Linked DNA regions of Mus musculus: all the other regions are linked to region 3. A link is a contact called in public promoter capture Hi-C data. All regions are on one chromosome and are shown on one strand. Each heading gives the region's core, a stretch centred on a gene start, on an enhancer-like site or on the middle of the called end of the contact. The rest is flanking DNA. Distances are from core to core; before and after follow the strand shown.

The links. Promoter capture Hi-C pulls out the DNA fragments that hold promoters and counts their contacts.
Region 1: a promoter capture Hi-C map of embryonic stem cells shows a contact between it and region 3, with 2.5 times the contacts expected there. The contact joins the promoter of Nefm here to the promoter of Ebf2 in region 3. A contact is called at or near these places in 2 of 39 promoter capture datasets (embryonic stem cells and frontonasal cranial neural crest), 1 of 484 Hi-C or Micro-C datasets (B cells), 1 of 115 datasets of contacts at active chromatin or transcription factors (embryonic stem cells) and 2 of 9 other capture datasets (embryonic stem cells and liver).
Region 2: a promoter capture Hi-C map of embryonic stem cells shows a contact between it and region 3, with 4 times the contacts expected there. The contact joins the promoter of Nefl here to the promoter of Ebf2 in region 3. A contact is called at or near these places in 10 of 39 promoter capture datasets (the HPC-7 cell line, cranial neural crest, embryonic stem cells and 4 more), 5 of 484 Hi-C or Micro-C datasets (B cells and embryonic stem cells) and 4 of 115 datasets of contacts at active chromatin or transcription factors (astrocytes and embryonic stem cells).
Region 4: a contact with region 3 is called in a promoter capture Hi-C map of embryonic stem cells, with 4 times the contacts expected there. The contact joins the enhancer-like site here to the promoter of Ebf2 in region 3. A contact is called at or near these places in 3 of 39 promoter capture datasets (cranial neural crest, embryonic stem cells and liver), 2 of 115 datasets of contacts at active chromatin or transcription factors (astrocytes and embryonic stem cells) and 1 of 9 other capture datasets (embryonic stem cells).

Annotation. Positions count from the first base shown.
Region 1 is chr14:68,123,570-68,126,269 of GRCm38.p6, forward strand. It overlaps Nefm (neurofilament, medium polypeptide), which reads right to left and starts at 1,435. Exons shown (of 3, transcript NM_008691.2): 1 at 171-1,435. The coding sequence starts at 1,244. A230070E04Rik (RIKEN cDNA A230070E04 gene) reads left to right here and starts at 183. Exons shown (of 3, transcript NR_045897.1): 1 at 183-1,259; 2 at 1,949-2,127.
Region 2 is chr14:68,082,588-68,085,287 of GRCm38.p6, forward strand. Nefl (neurofilament, light polypeptide) reads left to right here and starts at 1,276. Exons shown (of 4, transcript NM_010910.2): 1 at 1,276-2,422. The coding sequence starts at 1,376.
Region 3 is chr14:67,233,324-67,236,023 of GRCm38.p6, forward strand. Ebf2 (early B cell factor 2) reads left to right here and starts at 1,321. Exons shown (of 16, transcript NM_001360202.1): 1 at 1,321-1,942. The coding sequence starts at 1,812.
Region 4 is chr14:67,970,932-67,973,631 of GRCm38.p6, forward strand. No RefSeq gene overlaps it. Among named protein-coding and RNA genes, the nearest start is that of Gm41188, 24 kb to the left of the region's middle. Within about 2 kb of position 1,425, at least 16 of the 459 cell types and tissues checked have an H3K27ac peak or open chromatin away from gene starts, as enhancers often do. A contact at or near this core is called in embryonic stem cells, where this site is marked.

The sequences.
Region 1 (2,700 bases), core at 185-2,684, 890 kb after region 3:
CACAGACCTTGGGCTTTGGCTAACCCGCGTCTGCGAAGCTCGTGCGCGCACTGGAATGCGGCCACCAGGGAGCGCGACCAAGAGGGCCTCTGGGCGCGCTCTCGAGTGTCGTGTCGGGGGCGCGCGGCGCTGGCGCTGGCGCAGGCCGGCCGCGCAGCCGCGGTTCCTACCTGGTAGCTGCTGAGGTCGTGGTTGTGGCGCTCCTCGATGTCGCTGAGCTGCCGCTCCAGGGACTCCTTAGTGCCTCGCACCGACTCGAGCTCGATGCTCTTGGACTGCAGCTGGCGCCGGTACTCGGCGATCTCTTCCTTGGCAGAGCGAATGGCCTCCTTGTTCTGCTCGGCCGCCTCGGTGAGCTTGGCGTAGCGGCATTTGAACCACTCTTCGGCCTGGTGCATGTTCTGGTCTGAGTGACACTCGAGCTGGGAGCGGATCTCCTTCAGCGCCGTGGAGATGTCTGTCTTCAGGTAATCTTTGCGCTCTACCGTGATGTGCGACGCCTGGATCTGAGCCAGCAGGTCGGCCACCTCCTCTTCGTGATTGCTCCGCAGGAAAGCCACCTCATCCTGCAGCGACTGCACCTTCTTGTCCAGCTCCACCTTAACCATCGACGACTCTTCGATGTCTTTGCGCAGCGCGCGAATGGCAGCCTCGGTGTCGTCCCGCAGCCGCGCCTCCTCCTCGAAGCGCTCCTTGAGCCGGTGGATGTCTTCCTCCAAGTGATCGGAGTCCAGCTGCACTTGAGCCTTCTCGTGGTTCACCATCTCGAGGGTGGCGCGCAGCTCTCGGATCTCCTGGTCGTAAGCATCACCCAGCTGGGCGTGCGAGGCCTGCTTCTGCCGCAGTGCCTGGATCTCTGCTTCGATCTCCTTGTTCTGTTGTTCCAAGTAGTGCACTTTCTCGATGTAGCCGGCGAAGCGGTCGTTCAGCCCCTGCAGCTGCTCTTTCTCGTTAGAGCGGGACAGTTTGTAGTCGCCGCCGGAGCCGCCGTTGAGCAGCGACGAGGACTGGCTGAAGTCGAGGCTGCTCTCGGCCGAGCTGAGCATAGCCGAGCTGTAGGCGAGACGCGGGGCGAGCGCGCTGCGCTTGTAGGAGGAGGACACGGTGCTGGGCGAGCCGCGGGACCAGGACTGCGAGCGGAAGCCGCTGGACGGGGAACCGCTCACGCGGCTGAAGCTGGAGCGGGTCTCGGTGACCCGCCGGTAGGCGGACGGGTTGCCCAGCGAGTCCAGCGTGTAGCTCATCTTGGAGGCCTTGGGGTGTGTGGCTGTCACAGCGTTCTGCCGGCCTCGCCGCAGCCCCTTTATAGCGGAGCAGCTGGTCCCGGGCCAGGGCCCCGCCCCGTGGAGGCGGCGGCCGAGGAGGCGGGGACTGCGGGTACCGGGCCGGGGGTGGGGGGAAGGGGGAGACAAGCCTTGCGGTGATTCAGCGGCCGCTCCACGTGGGCCCGCACCACACTGGACCCCACACTTGGGTGTCGCCGGGCCGGCCTTTTCCTAGCGTCCCCTTGAGTTCCAGACCTCTTGTCACCCGGTAGCTTGCCCTTCTCTGCTTTTTCACCAGCAGTTTGCAGTTCACAGCTTTGGCGCAAGTGCCCTTTCCCAGCGCCCTTTCTTTGTCTCGCCACTCTCGGCCCTCTGAGCAGCTCTTCTCTGGCTTCCTGACTTTCGTCTGGCCCCCTACCTCTTAGTCTCTTTCTTCCTTACTTTTGGCCGTAGGGTCCGCTGTTCTTTATCACACACACCCCTCCCACCTCTCCACGAGGCCCTTCTCCCTCTACTTTTTTTTTTTTTTCTTCATCCGGCATTTCCCTTGAAGCCCTTTCCCCTGGGACTTTTTTTCTTTGCAGCCTCGACTTTCACCCCTTAACCCCCAACTCTCTTTTTGTTCCCCCATCCATCCTTGTCTTTCTTGTCTCCCCCCCCCCCCACTCCTCGTCTTAAAGCAGCAAGAGATGAGCTGAGAGTTATGCAGAAGAAAAAAAAGAGAGAGTTTTTGAGGAATGGCCCGCCGGAAACCTCCGGAAAGGGGACAAAGAAGACAGGCCGGGGTAGTCATTTGTGTTAAAAGTGGAAAGTGGCACTCCAGTCTGCTTAACTGTTGGGGGACGACTGCAGCTTCCAGCAGGTAAGGCGCTGTGACGCCCAAGGATCCGGCAGCACCAAGGACAGCGCCCAGGCGTGCCCATGGGATTCTGCTGGGTTCGCAGCCTACCAGAGTCCAGAGGAGGGTCACTTCTGGCTCATCTCCTCCAGTGAATACTATTAAACCTGTTTGTAGGGGCTGTTTGTTTGTAGGGAACAAGCTGGAAATCCCACACTAAGACAGTGCAGAGTTGGCACAATGAACAGACTGCAGATTTTGAAATCAACTAAAAGCCATTCAACTCAGTTAAGGAAAATAGAGACTTGAAACCCAGTTTGACTTTACCAATAAGTGAGGGATGTTAGGGAAGGAGGAGACACAAGGCCTGAAATTTGAAGGTCAACTACTCACCGGGAAGGGGAAATCCGAGATGAAAAAAAAAAAAAAACCCAGGGAGATAGTGTGTATGTTAAGTTTGAAAACTGCATAGTCATCTTTCTGTCTGGGTACTACTTACGTGTACTGTTACAACCGACAGGGCAACTGAATTAGTTTTAAATTAATTGAAAGGTAACTGGACAGCCTCATCTCAGTCTTGAATAAGCCAGGTGGTCC
Region 2 (2,700 bases), core at 26-2,525, 850 kb after region 3:
GCTTGCTTAAAGGTTTTAGTTATTTCTTACAAATCTGCAGTATCTCTTCGGAACTGCAGGCGCTCACAACGCGAGTATGAAAATGTTGCACCCACGTGCGTTTGGCGTGCCCACTCTGGTATCTGGGTGCTCCCTGAAGGAAGCCCATAGGTTCCTAAGTGTATCTATTATCTGTGAATTTCAGCAGGCTCCATGCAGCGTTCTCTTCCTGAAGACCACACCCAGAGCGGGTAGCCCTTTGCAGCAGTCTCTCTCTCTCTCTCTCTCTCTCTCTCTCTCTCTCTCTCTCTCTCCCCATCTACCTTCATGGCTTGTTGAAACCATCAGGTTGGGGTACCACACAGGTGTTAAAAAGAGGAGAAGAGGCTTTTGAGGCGTTGGAAGTATGAATAGCTCAGTGAGGATAAAGGCACCCTGAAGTTCTCCCGCGGCCGAGCGCGCCCGTCTTTTGCCTTGCAAATCTTTACCTGGCTGGTTCCAACCCCTCCTAAGCATTCCCGACTACATTTCTCACAAAGAAAGGGGAAATTCTATGAAAGGTGTCAGACAAATTAACTGCTGTAAAGGTTTTAAAATGCCAAAATGAACACCCGCTGTCCTGCGGTTCCAATGGTGTGTAGTGGTGCAATTTCCCTATGTATTGAGAAGAAGAGTAATACGGAAAGAAATAGAAATAAAAATAAAAGGAGGCAGGAGAAAGTGGGGCGAATTTAAGAAAACGTCAGAAAATAGCTACAAAGACATGCAAAACTTTTCCTGCAGTAATGCCGCAAGAACATTAGCTATTGTCAGCAACCCAAACGTGCTGCTTAAACACGAATCAGGGTGCTTGAGAGGGTCCCTGAGGCAAAAAGGGAAAGCTGGGAGTGGGGTGGGGTGGGGTGGGGTGGGGTGAAGGTGTCTTTGTGACATTGGATGTTAAAAGTTGATGTGTCAGTAGGGATCGCGAACCTTTTTATTTGGAACATTTAAGAGTCCTAGTGATGTGGGCTTTAGGTATTAAGAGGCAGGATGGGACGGGGGAATAGGAAAGGAAAAGAATAAGCAGGGAAGTTATGGGGGTCTCAGAGAAAGTAGGGGTCCTCATAGAAAAGCGGCCAGGCTGGAGCCGCAGCTCGCTAGCCTTCTGTCGTTCGCCCCCGCCTTTGCTTTTGCGCAGAATCCTCCCCTTGGCTGCAGCAACGCGCTGCCCCCACTGGCCTGCGCACGGCGATCGATCACAGTCTGCGTCAGAGTCCCGGCGTATAAATAGAGGTGGCAGGACCGCGCCGAGCCGCACACAGCCATCCATCCTCCCCTTTCCCTCTTCTCCCCCGTTCTTCTCTCTAGGTCCCCCATCTCCGCCCCGGGCCTGAGGGGCGCACCGGCCGCCACCATGAGTTCGTTCGGCTACGATCCGTACTTTTCGACCTCCTACAAGCGGCGCTATGTGGAGACGCCCCGGGTGCACATCTCCAGCGTGCGCAGCGGCTACAGCACGGCGCGCTCCGCGTACTCCAGCTACTCCGCGCCGGTCTCCTCCTCGCTGTCCGTGCGCCGCAGCTACTCGTCCAGCTCTGGCTCTTTGATGCCCAGCCTGGAGAATCTCGATCTGAGCCAGGTAGCCGCCATCAGCAACGACCTCAAGTCTATCCGCACACAAGAGAAGGCACAGCTGCAGGACCTCAACGATCGCTTCGCCAGCTTCATCGAGCGCGTGCACGAGCTGGAGCAGCAGAACAAGGTCCTGGAAGCCGAGCTGTTGGTGCTGCGCCAGAAACACTCTGAGCCTTCCCGCTTCCGCGCCCTGTACGAGCAGGAGATCCGCGATCTGCGGCTGGCAGCGGAAGACGCCACTAACGAGAAGCAGGCGCTGCAGGGCGAGCGCGAGGGGCTGGAGGAGACTCTGCGCAACCTGCAGGCTCGCTATGAGGAAGAAGTGCTGAGCCGCGAGGACGCCGAGGGCCGGCTGATGGAAGCGCGCAAAGGTGCGGATGAGGCCGCGCTCGCCCGCGCCGAGCTGGAGAAGCGCATCGACAGCCTGATGGACGAGATAGCTTTCCTGAAGAAGGTGCACGAGGAAGAGATCGCCGAGCTGCAGGCTCAGATCCAGTATGCTCAGATCTCCGTGGAGATGGACGTGTCCTCCAAGCCCGACCTCTCCGCCGCTCTCAAGGACATCCGCGCTCAGTACGAGAAGCTGGCCGCCAAGAACATGCAGAACGCCGAAGAGTGGTTCAAGAGCCGCTTCACCGTGCTAACCGAGAGCGCCGCCAAGAACACCGACGCTGTGCGCGCTGCCAAGGACGAGGTGTCGGAAAGCCGCCGCCTGCTCAAGGCTAAGACCCTGGAGATCGAAGCCTGCCGGGGTATGAACGAAGCTCTGGAGAAGCAGCTGCAGGAGCTAGAGGACAAGCAGAATGCAGACATTAGCGCCATGCAGGTATAGTACGGTTTAAGCTCAGTGGGGGTGGGGAGGTCCACGGTAGGGGCGGCGGCGGGGGGGGGGGGAGTCAGGGTGTACCCAGAGAGTGAACGCTAGGGGGTTCTAGAGCACAGAGCAGCTATCAGAGGGCTTGGCTTCCGAGAGGTTGTGGAAAGGATGGGGCATTTGGAGGGGGCGGGGCGCGACTGCTGCCTGGGGATTGCTTGTTCTGGTTGAATCAGGGTTGTTAGGGGTGAGTTGGGAGGAAGGGGCGGAGGGAGTCGGAGTTGGGCGTT
Region 3 (2,700 bases), core at 71-2,570:
GCTTCCTTTTCGCTCGCCGGGCAAACGTGCACCCCAGGCGCTGTGTCCTCTAGCGGCGAACTCTCGCAGCTCGTCTGTGAGCGCTCACCTACAGCTAGGGGGTCCGGTCAGGAGTCAATTGACACTCAAACCTGAGCCCTGAGCCGGGAGGAAAGACTCCCGACTGTAATGATGCTGAGAGGCTCGGGTGCAGTCGCTCGAACCGCGGCGCAGCTGATTGTCTGCTCCACGGCAGATGGTCTTTGAGCACAGATTTGCATTCATTGTCTTCAAATCTGTTTTCGCGCTGGCGTTCTAGATTTCAACAGCAGATCTACGCGCAGATCAGAATACAAAAAGAGAAGCAAGAAAATAACACCCAGCCAGGAGGATTTTTTTTTAATAGGCACCTCCAGCCGTCTAGGGTTTCAGCTATTTTGTGGAGCCTCGGCTTCCCGACCACCAACCTTCGCGACCACAGCGCTCGGCGGACAAAGTTTCCAGGACTTCTTCACAGACGCCTCGTGTCTCTAACGCAGGGTTCCCCGGCCTTCAGGGATTGGGGAGGGAGATTTTAAAAGGGGGGAGGATTCGAAACTTCATCCCGCAGTTCTCAGCCAGCCAAGCTGTCAGCAACCTCTCCTATCTGCAAAGGTGCGTACTCCCGCCCTCCCGGGGCTGTTTTCCTTAACTCCTTCACCATTTCCCTTCACAGTATATTTATTTAAACTGCACTTGAGCCTCATTCGTCCACACTCCGCTCTCTCCTTCCTTCATCTCGCCTCTCCTTCTAACACTTGTGGCCTTCGCACGAAATGATTGCTTCCCTGGAACTCTCTGAGACTTGGTAGACCGGTTCAGAAAGACGGATGCCCTGAGGGTAGTGTTTGCGAAAAGCATAAATACAGGTGGTCACAGGTCCAAACCCCGGGAATGAATCTGTAGGGTCTCCCGCAGGCGACAAAAAACCTGCATCTAGAGGCAAATCCGCGCTGGCTTCCTGCTCCCGCGATCGGAAAGAACCATCATGATCCTAACTCTCAGAGTCCTGCTACTCTGTTTTGGTGCAGGATTTGGGGACCCCCTTTCCCACTCAGGCCAAACACTCGGGACTCTGGTCGGGACTCGGTGCTTGTGGCTTGCTGTAGCCTTTCACCTCCCGGACTTCGGGCAAAGCAAAGCTTGGCTAACGCCGCGGGAGGACGTCCGCCCAGCTTGCCCAGAGCCGGCCAATCCCGGGCGTCCATGCAAATGAGGCTCCTTATCGGGCCTCGGCTCCGCCTCCCGCGGCCTGGGTTGTAGTAACCATTCATGGGGCCCGCGCGCTGCAGCAGCCCGGCTCTGCGGCGCTCTCAGCCACCGCCTCCTCCCCGCTCCGGGTCTTCCCCTTCCTCTTACAACTGATCCTGTTGGGGATTTTTTTTTTTTTTCCTATATCGGAACGGTGGGGAGGAGCAGGGAGGGGGGAACAAGGAGGAAGGGGAGAGATCAGGCAGCTATCTATCTCCTCCTGTTTTTCCCAGAACAGGTGATGCTTCCAAATTGTGGCCACTTTCTGGAGAACGTTCTGCAGCTGGAAGGATGCGGGCGACCTAGAGTGGAAGCCCCGAGGCGGCAGATCTGAAGCCACCGAGGATAAAAAACGCAAACTTTGCATTGTGCGTGGAGGAACGGGCTGGCTATTTCTTTCCAAGAGGGCCCCCAAACTTCGGCCCTTGCCGCCTTTCTCGGATTGCTTTTGGAGAACACCATTTGCTGGCAGCATTGGAGAGTGAGGACGGTGTTGTTGTAAAGTCACTTTTAAGGCGACAGTAGAGGACCAGACTTTTTAAATGTTTGGGATTCAAGATACGCTAGGAAGAGGACCAGCTCTGAAAGACAAGTCGCTGGGTGCCGAGATGGATTCGGTCAGGTCCTGGGTCCGGAATGTCGGCGTGGTGGACGCCAATGTCGCGGCTCAGAGGTAATGAGACTGGAGCCGTTGTGCTCTGAAAGTCTCTGGTTGTGTCTGTCTCCCCGAATATCTCTTCCCTTTGCTCCCTCTCTTTCTCTCTGTCCTTGTCTCTCCTCCCTGGCTGTGCGCACTGGGGCTCTCCCTGGGCGGGCAGGTCGCTGCGACTAGGGGAACCCTTTTCCCGCAGTCGACACTGTAGTTTCTGAACTACCGAGGTCACGGGTGTTTCTCCCCACAGTCCGTTCTTTGAGGACAAAAAAAATTTATTAAAAGTAGCGTTCAAGCTCACATCGTGGCGTTTACTCTTGGACTCTAGCGGAGTGGCGCGTGAAGATCCGAGCTGGCAGCCGGCGCAGCGGCAGAGCCGGCTTTCCGGTCACTCCTAGGTTCCCCCACGCTTCCTGCGAGCGCCTCTCCTCCAGCATCATTCAGGATGGCTTGGAGACTCGGGGAGCCCAGCGGCCAGATGGTGGCGGCGGCGAGAGGATCCGGAGAGGCCTGAGGGGCTGCAAGGAAAGCAAGGCGGCCGGGAGCTCTAGGAAAGGGGACATGCAAGCGAGTCCTGGGTGAGGGAGAGTGGGACAGACAAACCGAAGAGGCCGAGGATGGACCGAAGCACAGGAGTAGTCGGGGAAGAGGAGAAAATGGAGCCGCAGAGAAGAGCACCCTCCAGTTTTGCGGGTTCCTCAAGTTGATTTTGTTTCCAAATCTTCGCGTTTACGGATGGTTAAAATTTGTCTAGGGTTCCATCCCACGAAGACATTCCA
Region 4 (2,700 bases), core at 175-2,674, 740 kb after region 3:
CCCGTGTGAGTGTCTTATGATTAGAGAGGATGTGCCAAATATGCGATAATTGGAAAAATGTGGGTCCATGTCAGGGTGGCCCCTGGGAAACTGAGGCAGCTTTCATAGCAGCTGGGATAGCGATGTGGACAGCCCAGAGGTGAGGATCGTGGACTCCCTGCAACTAGCTTCTATGTGTTCTGTTCTTTGAGAATTTTACAAAACTTCTGCTAGGCGCAGTTCAGCAGAAGCCCAGCTTGTCCTTGCTCTCTTCATCCTGGAGACATTGCTGCCATCTGATCCATAGAGTGACTTCATGAACTGCAATGAAGCCAGATAATTATGGTTGACTGGTAGACAAATCTGTAGCCTCCACTGAACAGACCCATGTGTGGTACCCACAGCCTGACTTTCCAGGGAAAAGTCACTTAAATATCCAAACACTGGATGTTCTCCAGAGACAAAAATTTTATTTGTATTACATACTAATGCAATTCTGATGAAGTTTATTTGAATGAAATCTTTGTAAACGTTTGGATTATATTTTCTTTTATAATTCTTCTATATGTCTATTATTTCATTAATATGCTACTCTAACAGATGCTATGGAATACATAAAGTATAATAATTTTATGTTAAGATGGCATGCAGTATTGTTTTTCTAATAGACGCTCTATTTCTAGACTCTGTTTGTGGGACAATGGACCGTGCCAGGAAAGTTGGCAAGGTAGAGCAGTTCTGAGACCCTTGAGACTCGGTACACACCTGAGACGGTAGAAGGTAGAAGAATGGGTTCGAGACCCTAGAAACTCGGTACCCACCTGAGACTGTAAGTGCCTCCCTGCTCTCTCCTAGATTCATAGCAGGAAACGTGTGCCACACTCCCCATGCTAATGAGGTACCTAGAGGCCCTGAGGGTTTAGCCAATAGGCTCCCCTTCCTGGACATTCCTCCCAGCAAAAGGTATTTAATCTTGGGTCCATCCTGAGAAGTTGGTACGCATCCATTTTCCACGATGAACAACCGATAAACAGCTTGGAACCAAGGACTGTCTCTTTCGGCCTTTGCCTACAGAGTAGCAGCCCAAATCTACCATAGAAGGCCTCTTTGTGCTCCCAGACAACCTTGCCAAGCTAAGGACAATCACCAATGAGCTAAGCTGGAGCTATCATATCCCCCAGCCCCAGATGCAGCCCTCAGCCTTCAGCCCAAGGGTCCCAGCCTCTTCATGGGCCTGTGGACCCCCAATCCTTTGCTCTTGATTCCTCTGTGCAGCACGTCATGGGTAACTGGGTGTCTGGGAATCTGGGAATCACTCCCCCTCAGCCCCCCCCCCCCACACACACACAAAGCATCTCGGATTGTATTTTCCTGGAGTGGTGCTCCGGGTGCTTTGCTAAAGCCCAGCACTCAACAGCAGCAGGGTAGGATAAACGGGGTGGGATAAGATTCCCCAGTTTTGCCTTCCTTGAGGCTATGCCCACACCCCAACAGCAGGGTGGAACCCAGACCCACATCTGTCTATATTTTTTCCCTATTGTGATTTTTCACTTTTCTATAGACATACCTATACAATTACGTCTAACAAAGCCTTCATAAAATTTGCATTACAAACCTGTGATTAAAAGCTTTATTGGTGGGGCCTGGAGAGATGGCTCAGTGATTAAGAGCACTGACTGCTCTTCCAGGGGTCCTGAGTTCAATTCCCAGCAACCACATGGTGGCTCACAACCATCTATAATGGGATCTGATGTCCTCTTCTGGTGTGTCTGAAGACAGAGACAGTGTAATAACGCCTTACTGGAGGGCGTGAGAGGTGGTTCAGTAGTAGCTAAGAGCACAGGCTGCTTTTGCTGAGGATCCAAGAGCAGTTCCTGCACTCGTGTGTGCACATGCACACACATGACCACGGATGCTTGCACACACACATCATTTTTAAAAATGCTTCACCCTTGCAGAGGCATGTATGAGCCTCTGAAGTTAGCTTTTCCTGCTTGGGGCTCATTGGAATCACCTTGCTTAGGAACTCTGTTTCTCAGAGCACAAGTTCCATAGGTGAAGTAAACCGGGGTCCCTGGAAAAGGGACTCAGGTTCAGTATTTTTCCCAGGTGGTCTCAGCATGCAGGCTTGATAAAGAATGACTCAGCATATAAAGAATGACTCAGCATATCTGATTTTCCTTCATCCTGTACAGTTTTCCCAGAAAATTAATTCACTATAGAACAAAGTTGCCTCCTTTTTATCAGATAATCACAGCTTTGATACATTTCAAATGAGCCAGAACTTTCCTGCTGTGACCATGGCAACACTTTTTATCATTTTGAGTAAATGGAATTTCATAATTCTCAGCCCACACTCTGGTAAAGTGCTTGTTAACCTTCTCCCTGAATAAGATTGCAAATAAAGTTTCCATTATCATCATCCTCATCATCAGAAATCACACATTGTAACACTGGTGATTTTCTCTGTAGTTGCTGTTAAGAAATTAAAACCATTCAAAACCTAATTAAAAAAAAACCCCTCTTGTTATTCATTTAATTTCCTTCTAGAAGAGAAATTTCTCATTAATTAATTATTTTTTAGACATAATTTTCTCACATTTTATTAAGTGACACTTTAGAGAATGGTAAAAAACAAAAAAAACAAAAACAAAAACAAAAACAAAAACCAAAAAACCCTAAGCTCAGAGATGGAAATGGCTAAAATTGAGGAAATTTCAG